2 separate regions of the Hordeum vulgare genome follow, and region 1 is linked to region 2. Evidence: chromatin contacts called from public Hi-C data. All regions are on one chromosome and are shown on one strand. Each heading gives the region's core, a stretch centred on a gene start, on an enhancer-like site or on the middle of the called end of the contact. The rest is flanking DNA. Distances are from core to core; before and after follow the strand shown. Region 1 has its middle 65 kb from the start of LOC123396336. Region 2 holds the start of LOC123453175 (putative disease resistance protein At5g47280).

The links. A called contact is a pair of places that touch in the nucleus more often than the background predicts.
Region 1: a contact with region 2 is called in a Hi-C map of leaf, with 2.4 times the contacts expected there. The contact joins the enhancer-like site here to the promoter of LOC123453175 in region 2. A contact is called at or near these places in 3 of 6 Hi-C or Micro-C datasets (leaf and seedling) and 1 of 1 datasets of contacts at active chromatin or transcription factors (embryo).

The regions. Positions count from the first base shown.
Region 1 is chr5H:67,407,432-67,413,221 of MorexV3_pseudomolecules_assembly, reverse strand. No RefSeq gene overlaps it. Among protein-coding and RNA genes, the nearest start is that of LOC123396336, 65 kb to the right of the region's middle. Within about 2 kb of position 1,716, at least 3 of the 3 cell types and tissues checked have open chromatin away from gene starts, as enhancers often do. A contact at or near this core is called in leaf and seedling, where this site is marked.
Region 2 is chr5H:67,307,270-67,313,660 of MorexV3_pseudomolecules_assembly, reverse strand. It overlaps LOC123453175 (putative disease resistance protein At5g47280), which reads left to right and starts at 1,253. Exons shown (of 4, transcript XM_045129946.1): 1 at 1,253-2,279; 2 at 3,048-3,798; 3 at 3,886-4,097; 4 at 4,518-5,454. The coding sequence starts at 1,535. The coding sequence ends at 5,350.

The DNA.
Region 1 (5,790 bases), core at 467-2,966, 99 kb before region 2:
CACACCTCTTCCGTAGAAGGTACCGAATGCGCCAATCCCTCTTTGTGAAAATTGTTCAAGCTTGCGAGGAAAATTGCCGGTATTTTACTCAAAGAAGGAATGACGCGGGCTTAAAAGGATTTAGTGCATATAAAAAAATCTCCGCAGCTATGCGGGAAATTACATATGGCGTTCCGGCTGACTATGCCGATGAATACCTTCGCATTGGTGAAGATACCACAATCGAGTCTCTGCGTAGATTTGCGAAAGTGATCATCCGTGTCTTCGGTCCTGAGCATCTTCGGACACCCAATAAAGATGATACAAAGAAAATGATGGCATCTAATAAGAGGAGAGGTTGGCCTGGCATGCTAGGTAGCATTGATTGTATGCATTGGAATTGGAAAAATTGCCCCAAGGCTTGGCAAGGAATGTATTGTGGCAAGTCTCGTGATGCAACAATTGTGCTAGAGGATGTAGCATCCGAGGATTTATGGATTTGGCATTGCTTTTTTGATATGCCGGGCACTCTCAATGATATCAATGTGTTGCAACGGTCTCATTTGTTTGCTAGGCTTGTTAGTGGTCATGCTCCTGCTTGCAACTACACTATCAATGGACATGAATACACAAAAAAGTACTATCTTGCACATGGTATATACCCTCCTTGGTGCACATTTGTCAAGAGCATCGAGGAACCCAAAACAAAAAAAGAATGTGAATTTGCAAAGGTGCAAGAGGCAGCCCGCAAAGACATTGAAAGAGCATTCGGTGTTTTGCAATCTAGGTTTGCCATTGTCCGTGGTCCTGCTCGTTTTTGGGATAAGAAAACCTTGAAGAACATCATGACATGCTGTGTTATCCTGCATAATATGATTCTTGAAGATGAGAGAGGATTGAACTTAGAATTCTTTTACGATAATGTGGGTAGCCGTGTCAAACCAGCTAGAGACCCAAACCGCATTAGAGCTTTTCTTCACACATACAAGGAGATTCAAAACCCAGGCACTCACTTTCAACTTCAGAAAGATCTCATTGAACACCATTGACAAAGGACTGAACAGTGACTTATTTTTGTATTCATGACAAGTTTTGAATAATTATTTGTAATACGGATGATTATTTTATTGTGTTTCATTCGAATAATTCAGTTTGTTTTCGGCTGATGAATTATGTTGTATTTAATATTTGCGGGCTGATGATATGCGGGAAGCAACGGTGCAAAGAGCAGACCCCGCAAAGCCGATCCGTAAAAAAAAATATTTCATAAATATTTTTTTACGGATCCGTTTGAGGGGTCTACATCTGTACCAGCCCAGAATAGCCCGCAAAAGCTGTTTTCCGCGACTTGCAAACGCATTTTACGGGCCGGCAGGATGCGGGGTCTGCTAGAGTTGCTCTAAAACAGCACGTCCTATAACTTCCCCCGTCTCGGGCTCACGTGTTTTTCACCTACCATAGATTTGATTGAGAGCATCTCTAGCACATTTTGTAAACGCCGTCAAATCTTTTTATTTTTGATACAAGCTGGAAAAAGGCTTCCAAATAGATCATGTAAAACAGCATATCCCGTAAAATAATTTACAGGCTCCCTTATATTCGAGCTCCCATCCTTCATATGTGCAGGATTTTAGTTGTTTTTGAACAATCTTCTAAAATCGGTCAACAACAGAGCAGGGGCCCCACGACGCCATGCACGGGCAGCAAACAGGTGGAGGAGCCCACCGACAACCAAACGAAGCATGGCCGGAGCACGCGGCGGCTTGGAGTGTCACCGGCGACGGGCCGGAGCATCGCCAAGAAGAAGAAGCGTGCGAAAAAAGTTTACGATACGGATTTATAACGTCTGTTCTGTCCGATCCTTTTCAGTACAGTAAATTTATTTTAGGGGAGCATGTATACTGTCTTTTACGGACGAAGCTTTACGGGATTTGTTAAAGATGATTTGAAACACGGAAAAGAAAAACTCTCAAATAATAGCAAACACATACTAGTACCTCTACACCTTGCACTGTGAAAACATCTTATATTACGGTAGGAGTACAATACAAATATAACATTGCATTATTACACTTACAGAACCAATTAACCATTTTCTGGGCATACGACAATTCAGCCGCCTTGTGCCATGGTGGTAGATCTGAAGAAAACATCACTCAATTATTGAGAAAGAAAAGGACAGGATGGAACGCGCGGTGCACCGTTCCTGGACATCTTATAATATCGCGAGATAACAATTGAAAATATACCCCGTACATATCCATGCACTACACATTTATTCGCATTACTTGGTCAAACCCCATGTAGACAGTTTGGTGGCGGTCGATCATTTAATTGGAAATAAAGCTCTATCGCTCGACAGTTGACATACACCCTTGGTCCCATGCCGTCCTTGTTTGCCAACGGCAACTGCGGTGGACGCCCTTGCAAAACTCAAAGACGGAGCATGACACGGCCGGGCAAAGTATATCGGCTGCACGAGATTTTCACCTGGTGTATACCGGGGTATTTAGAGCAAATTCAACGCAGCGACTCAAACAACTTAAACATACATCAAATTTTATTCATTTAAGTTGGTCTAACGGACATATTTGTCCGTCTTTTATTTAGGTTAGCCAACATGCTCAATGATAGATGCATTTTGGATGACCGCATGGATGATAGAAGAGATAGAAAAAAGAGAATATAGATGGAATGAAATAGGTGGGTTGATGAAAGATGGGCCACGCGGTGGCTTGATGGATTGAATAAGGAAGAGTAAAAGAAAGACACAGATGAAATGTGATGGATGGATAGACGGTAGGTGGGCCACGTAGCACATGCAGCGGACATAATCGGACAAAGAAGACACAGAAAACGTTCGTGTTGTATCGACCTCCGGACCAAAAGTGTCTCAAATTTGATCTGAAATGGGCTTGAACGAAGACAAGCCGGATGAAAAATAGGAATGGCCACTGCGTTGGGCCATCGTTTTGTCCACGGCAACTCAAAAATACATGAGCGGATGAAATGGCTCACCTGGTTGGAGTTGCTCTTAGGGCATCTTCAATGTCGATTCGTAAATTTTCTTCCGCATATGTCCAAGGAGACAGATGTCTTCGTCTTTCAAAGTTGCCCTCATATATTTCGACAACTATTTGAACTAAAGGATGAAATTCGTGTAAACCGAACGAATTTTGATATAAAATGAACGAAATTCATTTAATGTAGGATAACTTTTATATAAAATCGGACGATATTTTGTTCCATGATTTGAATATCTTTAAAAAACCCTAAACTACCCAATACTTGACGATGACCTTGTAGGCCATGTCGGGGTGGCCGACGGCTCCTCCTCTGTCATCATTGTTGGATCCGACGCCGGAGTCCCCGTCGTCGGGCTTCGGGCGGCGGAAGGGGGTGACATCATGGCACGCTTCTCGCGAGCCGCACAACGCTCGCGGATTATCTTCTGTAGGATCGAAAGTATGTCTAGATGGGGGGTGATTAGACTACTTGAGAGGATAAAAACTTAGCCTTTTCTCAATTTTAAGTGTGGGCCAGTTTTAGCAATTATGACTAGTCAAGTACATCCTACACATGCACATCTAAGAGTATAGCAGCGGAAAGTAAAACATACAAATGTAAAGTAGAGTGTAAGGTAGGGAGATCAAACGCAAAGGTTGACACGGCGATTTTTGGCATGGTTCCGATAGGTGGCGCTATCGTACGTCCATGTTAGTGGAGACTTCAACCCACGGAGGGTAACGACTGCGAGAGTCCACGGAGGGCTCCACCCACAAGGGGTCCACGAAGAAGCGGCCTTGTCTATTCCACCCCCTAGTCGTGCCATGATGCCTTGTTGGCCCCCTGCTGGCCCTCTGGCGTCCCTCTTCTCTTATATGGCATGTTTTGACCTAGAAAAAATAATAAGAAACCTTTTGGGATGAAGCTCCGCCGTCTTGAGGCGGAAACCTAGGCAGAGGCCCTTGTGCTCTTCGGTAGAGAGATTCTGTCGGGGGAACTTCCCTCTGGGAGGGGGAAATCAAAGCCATCGTCATCACCAATGCTTCCACCTTCGTGGGAGGACCAATCTTCATCATCATCTTCATGAGCACCATCTCATCTTCAACCCTAGTTCATATCTTGTATTCAATCTTTGTCTCTAAACCTTCGATTGGTACATGTGGGTTACTATTGTGTTGATTATATCGTATAGTTGATGCTTGTTGGATTACTTAGTGAAAGATATTATGCTCAAATCCTTAACTATTATTATTAGACCTCTCATCTGGAACATGTTGATGAGGTGTGAGTAATAACTATTGTTCCTCAGGACATGGGAGAAGTCTTGTTATTAGTAATCATATAGAGTTAGTATTCATTTGATATTTTGATGATATGTATGTTGTTACTTCTCTTAGTGGTGTCATGGGAACGTCGACTACATGACAATTCACCATGTTATGGGTCTAAGGGAAGTCATTGTGGAGTAACAAGTAGATGATGGGTTGCGAGAGTGAGAGAAGCTAAACCCTAGTGATACACTCATTTTGCATCATGAATTACTATTGATATCTGTGTTGATCCTGTCCATTATCCATTATTATCATTACAATTCTTATGTCTTTCCTCTTTGAATATGCAAGGTACATCACTCAGAGTGAAATATCTAGAAACTCGAATTCTGGACCGGGAAACCGAGAAAAAAGGCAGAAAAATCAACTTGCTCCAAATGACCTAAACTTTACGAAAAAAATTCTAGAATATTTGAGAATTTCTAGCCAAAAAAATACCAGAGAGGGCCCACCAGCTGGGCACAAGCCAACAACCCCCTTGGTCGCGCCCTAATGACTTGTGGGGTCCAAGTTGACCCTCTCGTGACCATCTTCACCTGTATGGTGTGTTTTACCCTAGAAAAATTCATAAGTTAACTTTCAGGACGAAGTGCCGCCGTCTAGAGGCGGAAACCTGGGCAATGGCTCTTTTGCTCTCCGACAGAGAGATTCTGCCGGGGGAATTCTCCTCCAAGAGGGGGAAATTGAAGCCATCGTTATCACCAACGCTTCCTCCTTCGTGGGAGGACCAATCTTCATCAACATCTTCACCAACACCATCTCATCTCGAACCCTAGTTCATCATGTGTATTCAATCTTTGTCTCCAAACCTCAGATTGGTACATGTGGGTTACTAGTTGTGTTGTTTACATTTTGTAGTTGATGCTTGTTGGATTACTTGGTGGAAGATATTATGTTCATATCCTTAATTATTATTATTACACATATGATCTTGAACATGTTGATGATGTATGAGTAGTAGTTATTGTTCCTAAGGACATGGGAGAAGTCTTGTTATAAGTAACCATGTGAAGTTGGTATTCTTTTGATATTTTGATGATATGGATGTTGTTACTTCTCTTAGTGGTGTCATGTGTACGTCGACTACATGGCACTTCACGATGTTATGGGCCTAAGGGAAGTCATTGTGGAGTAAAAAATAGATGATGGGTTGTGAGAGTGACAGAACCTTAAACCCATGTTTATGTGTTGCTTCATAAGGGGCTAATTTGGATCCACATGTTTCATGCTATGATTAGATTATTCTTAATTATTATTTCATAGTTGCATATGATTGAAAGAGGGGGTAATTATAAATAGGTTGTTAGTTCAAGTAAGAAGAGTACCTTAGCACTGGTCCACCTACATATCAAATCATCAAAGTAGCGAACGTGAATCAACCTAATATGATTAACATGACTAGACAGAAATTCCCATGTGTCCTCGGGAGCGCTTGCTTTATATAAGAGAACTTCCAGGCTTGTCATTTTCTATA
Region 2 (6,391 bases), core at 4-2,503:
GTCTTCGCAAAAGGGTCCGTCCACGAACTACCGGTAGGTAGGTGGAACAAAGCTCCTGGAGCGGTACTACCGCTGACCAGGGGCGGTACTACCGCCAGCTAGCGGTACTACCGCTGGCTGCAGCGGTACTACCGCTAGTAGTCCAGCGGTACTACCGCTGGAACCAGCGGTATTACCGTTGGGGACCATTTTGCAGAGATACTCAAAATGAATAGGCGAGGGCCGCTCCAAAAGATAAGGAAAGGGAGAATGTGAAGTGTGCGTGTGTAAAGATAGATTCCACCCAAACCTTTCCACTACGGATCCCCTCTTAATAGTACGGCTTTCCTAAGACTCAAATAAAGAGAATCGTAGAGAGCGCCGTGCTTCCGTTTCAGGAGAGAGGAGACGTGTCGTCTTGTGCCGTTGACGTGTGTTATCTGAAACCTTGACACACACGGTTAGTCCTGTACGGTACTTTCATCAATCACCAAAATTACTTAGGCATAAACTATGCTCCAACAAGTACGTTCAGCCAATTGTAATTGCTAAGTACGCCCAGCAGACGGTGGATTAACGAGGGTTGTTAGATTAAGATCTGTGGGATAAATCGTGGGGTGCTGATTGGTTTTTTTTGTGGGGCGTTTGATGGGGTGTCTGTAGTGTAATTCTTGTTTGATTGTTTAATAGTAGTATAGATTAGCATTGGACGCTTGGACAGAGAAGCACATTCTCGATAGTAAACCAATTTGCTTGCTCGCTGCGCTGCCACTGCCTGCTGCTGCTGCTACAGCTGCACTGCTGCATGCTGTTCCGCTGTTTTTTGCTAGCTGCTACCTGCCTGCCTAGACATCAACGCCGACCCTCATGGCGTTTCTACCTAGGCTAGAAACACTGAATACCCAGGTGTTGTATATGGTCTGCAATGTTCGAGTAGACTGACGTTTGGTGATGGTCGAAAACGTCATATTAAACTGGCGTTTTATAATTGGGCTGCAAAGCCATGCCTTGTAGCGTTTTAAAAAGGATTAGATCGTAAAATCTTTTCAAACCGAAAAGTCAGAACAGTAAATTTTCCCTTATATATCGACTCTGCTAAAACTTGCTCTTAGTTAGTTGGGTGGGGTCTACTACTCAGGTGGCGACTCGCTTTTGCTATCACGGTCCTCCACCATGTAAACACGGCATAGTCCCTGGGTCCCACCTTGCTACAGGCCGTGTCAGTGAGGCACTGAGATATACCGGCGACCCCTCACCGCAAACGGTTGACCCTCACCTCCCCTCCCCTCCACTCAAAAGCTGCCGTGCCGCACTCTCCCGCCTCCTATAAACTCTGCTGCTCCTCCTCCGTCTCCCGGACCAAACGCCGCCGCCGCCCCCCTCCTCCTCCTCCTCCTCCCCACCTCCATGGCGATGGCGACCTCTCACTTGCCCGACTAAACAAACAAGCAAGCTCACGCAAACACGCACCCAGACCCACTGAGCCCGGACAAAGGGGTCAAGAAGATAAGGAAGGGGCGTCGAGAGCCAGTCGTCCGGCATCCCGAGATCCACCATGGAGAAGTTCCTGTTCGAAGAGCTGGCCGGTGACGCCGTCCGGGAGCTGCTGCGGGCGGTGCAGGGCACCTTCCTGTGCCGCTCCACCGCCGAGCGCCTGCGCCGGAACGTCGAGCCGCTGCTTCCGCTCGTGCAGCAGAACGGCCGCCACGCGCTCCGGAGCAACACCGAGCTGGGCGAGCTCGCCGTGCAGCTCCGGGAGGCGCTCGACCTCGCGCGCCGCGCCGCCGCCGCCCCGCGCTGGAACGTCTACCGCACCGCGCAGCTGGCCCGCAGGATGGAGGCGGCCGACAAGGGCATCGAGCGCTGGCTGGCGCGCCACGCCCCCGCGCACGTGCTCGACGGCGTGCGCCGCCTCCGCGACGAGGCCGAGGCCCGCATCGGCCGCCTCGAGCGCCGCGTCGAGGAGGTCGCCGCGATGCAGGCGCCCGCCACGATCCCGCCCGCCATGTCCCTCCCCGTCGCACTGCCGCCGCCGCCCTCCAAGGGCATGGCGATGGCGGTGGAGGTGGCGCCGCCGACCAAGGGCATGGGGATGCCGATGGATTTCGAGCTCCCGTGCGAGGAGAAAAACAAGGACGGCAGCTGCTTGGTGGGAAGCGGCGTCAAGGTAGGCAAGGAGAAGGTTAAAGAGATGGTGATGAGCAGCGGCGGCGGCTGGGAGGTTGTCAGCATCTGCGGCATGGGCGGCAGCGGCAAGACCACGCTCGCCATGGAGATCTATAAGGATCAGAAGATCCAAGGTAATAAACGATCAAATCCCAACCATCTTGTCTCATACGAATTCTTTCTTAAAATCCTTTATTCCGTTCTTCGAATCTTCTGCAGAAAGTTTGCATCTGTGTTCATAATCATCCTTATCGAATTATGGGGCACTACTACTAACAAAGATTGAAATTTGGGGAATCTTTGGCTGTTGATTTACGTGTCGTCATATGATTTAATTATGTAAAGTCGAGGCTGATGCTTACGTTTAGCACATCACCACTTGTTTGGTCAAAATTGGCGCTTTGACCAGCTTAGTGCGGAGCGTCCGTATGGCTGTGGTGGGATTGGGTTGCTGATGGGAGCACACCAACTCCCGCCTGCCTAACTTAGCAGACACTGAAAAATTTGTTCATGATGGCAACACTATTCAGTTAATTAATGGAGACCCCTAAACAACTGAATGATACCAGATCAGATCCAAGCACACACTCTTATCGTTTCAATAGTTTAATATCGATTGTCAATCCAAATTAATTTGGTCATGGTGTTATACAGATCTGAATTACCATCTGTATGTAGTTACAAAGGGACTTGGAATTAGTAAATGTTTGTGAAGCTAATCCTTCTAGACATGTTGATTGATTTGAGCCTCACTACGTCGGCATGCTCTCATCAAGATCTGTTCTCAAGATTAGGCATGCCAAAAGTGGATTTCCATTCAATCTTGTTTCATAGTTGGTCTCTTAAGTGTAGTGATCTTTCTTCTCTACATAGTGCTAATATATGTTTCTTTCTTTGTTTAGGCTACTTCAACAACAGGGTCTTCTTTGAGACGGTCTCACAATCCGCAAATCTGGAGACCATCAAGATGAAGCTGTGGGAGCAGATCAGCAGCAATATTGTGCTTGGTGCATATAACCAGATCCCAGAATGGCAGCTCAAGTTAGGGCCAAGGGACCGAGGACCAGTCCTTGTTATACTTGATGATGTGTGGTCTCTCTCACAGCTCGAGGAGCTCGTCTTCAAGTTCCCTGGCTGCAAGACTCTTGTCGTATCAAGGTTGAAGTTCCCCACGTTAGTCTCCCGGACTTACGAAATGAAATTACTCGGCGAAGAGGAGGCTTTGTCTGTCTTCTGCAGTGCTGCCTTCGATCAGGAGTCTGTTCCTCAGACTGCTGACAAGAAACTGGTTAAGCAGGTTGCTGCCGAGTGCAGAGGGCTTCCTCTAGCTCTCAAGGTTATTGGCGCATCCTTGCGTGATCAGCCTCCTATGATATGGTTGAGCGCGAAGAACCGCTTGTCACGAGGAGAGTCTATATCGGACTCACATGAGACCAAACTCCTGGAAAGAATGGCAGCAAGTGTCGAGTGCTTGTCGGGAAAGGTTAGGGAATGTTTCCTTGATCTGGGTTGCTTCCCAGAGGATAAGAAGATCCCTCTTGATGTGTTGATCAATATTTGGATGGAGATACATGATCTTGATGAGCCAGATGCTTTCGCCATCCTCATGGAGCTATCGAACAAGAACCTGCTTACCCTAGTTAATGATGCACAGTACGTATTGCACATATGTTCTTGAAAAACATCTGAGAATTCATATACTGAAAGAACAGCTTTAACTCTTTGCTGCTCTTTATGCAGGAATAAAGCTGGAGATTTATACAGCAACTATCATGACTACTCAGTCACGCAACATGATGTGTTGCGTGATCTGGCACTTCACATGAGCGGACGTGATTCTCTGAACAAAAGGAGGCGGTTAGTGATGCCAAGAAGAGAAGAATCACTTCCGAGAGATTGGCAGAGGAATAAGGACCTTCCCTTTGAAGCTCAGATTGTTTCTATTCATACAGGTGATTATCAGTTCATCAACTTGGTTGTTTTTTCCATGTTATTTGCTGTGCAGTATATTCTATGAGTCCAGTCTGAAAGCTATTCTTACAGAATTTTGAGATGTAATTGAAGAAAAATGTTGAATAGTGGTGCTTCCTTAAATGAAATTGCATGGCTTTGACTTGAACTTATGATCTATATCTCCTTTATTTAAATCACCTGATATTGTATACTAAACTGATGTTCAGTTCTGTAGCAAACCGAACCTAATTTGTATAACACCATTTTACTTCAGTATTGTTTCTTCATGAAAAATAATTTGCTTCAGCAATCATCCTTACAGTTACATGCATTTGTAATATCTTGTCGAATTTTGCCCTCATTGCGTTCTAGTCTTCTAGAAGTACAAAATGATCTGACCAATTGATTTCAAATTTCAGGCGAGATGAAAGAATCTGACTGGTTCCAGATGAGCTTCCCCAAGGCAGAAGTTCTTATCCTCAACTTCGCCTCAAGCGTATACTACCTCCCGCCGTTCATTGCAACAATGCAGAACCTGAAGGCCCTGGTGCTGATCAACTATGGTACTACCAGTGCAGCCCTTGACAATTTGTCTGCCTTCACCACACTAAGTGACCTAAGGAGTCTTTGGCTGGAAAAGATTACCCTCCCGCCACTGCCGAAAAGCACAATCCCACTGAAGAACCTACGCAAGATCTCCCTCGTCCTTTGTGAGCTGAACAACAGTCTACGAGGATCAACGATGGATCTCTCCATGACGTTTCCGCGCCTATCCAACCTCACCATTGACCATTGCGTAGATCTGAAGGAGCTGCCACCTAGTTTATGTGAAATCAGCTCTCTGGAAAGCATCTCCTTGTCAAACTGCCATGACCTCACAGAGCTGCCATATGAGCTGGGCAAGCTGCACTGCCTGAGCATCCTGCGGGTCTACGCCTGCCCGGCACTGTGGAAGCTTCCACCTTCGGTATGCAGCCTGAAGAGGTTGAAATACCTGGACATATCGCAGTGCATTAACCTTACAGACCTTCCGGAAGAGCTTGGTCACTTGACAAACCTAGAGAAGATCGACATGCGGGAATGCTCGCGGTTGAGGAGCCTCCCGAGGTCCTCCTCGTCGTTGAAGTCCCTCGGGCACGTCGTGTGTGATGAGGAAACGGCGATGCTGTGGAGGGAAGCCGAGCAGGTCATCCCGGATCTTCGTGTGCAGGTAGCAGAGGAGTGTTACAACCTGGACTGGCTTGTAGACTGATGTTCTGGATGCTCTGCCTCCAGGCTCACCATGTACAAATGATGTGTATATGTTTCCCTGTTTAAATGCAGGATGGGTAGTCAATACACTGTTCAATTTTGACATGTTCAGTGTTCATGTAGTTGACTCCAGTAGCTGACATATCTTGAAGTCATGGTCTTAAGTAGAAATGCACACAAGAGTTATATTGGCCAGGCTAACAGAGACTTTCTATTTGCACAAACATTTTTTTCTCTCTGAGCAACCGGCAGGAGAGCTACCTTTTCATTAAGGAGCAGAATATGTACAAAATGAACATGACTGCAAAAAACAGGCATATGCCGGAACTCCAACACTTCATGCTAATTATTCATGGTTGTGGTTAACTCTTTTTTGAACTGGTTGAGGTTAACTCTTTTTTGAACTGGTTGTCGTTAAGTCTTGGCTGAAAGGACATGGCCCTTGCATGATATGTCCTCAAGACAGGCGTACCACACCTCTGCATGGCAGCCTCGTGCCATTAAAAATCCGGCGGCTCTTCTCTTTTTAGGCATTTCACATGGTGTAGATCCGGTGTCCACTACGCCTCCACTAGGGGTTCTTAACTTCTCATACATGCCTCAGTTGTGGGGCAGGTGAAAGCTTTGTTTGGAGGGATGTGGTCATCTATCCAAGAAAGTGTACAAATTATGGGGCTTTTAGCTCATTTTATATTTTATATTTTTTGAAACCCTCATAGTCTATTCATGCATGACAAAGGAAGTGTAGAAAGTTTAAGTCTCAGTCCGGTTGTGAAGGGTGTGTTGAACCAACATATAAGGCTGGCTTCTTTGCACGACACTAAAAGCTTGAGAAAGAGGGAAAATGTGATTCTCAGCCCGAGCTCAAATGAGCTCGGGGTGAACAGTAAAATTCAAGAAAAATCAAAACAAATTCAAAAAAATTGAATTTTTTTGTGGCAAACATTGGAAAAAGTTCTAACAGCCTGCAAAATTACATTACGAAATCACATTTGTGGAAGCCGTGGCCAAAAAAAAACAAAATTAATACTTTAAAATGTTT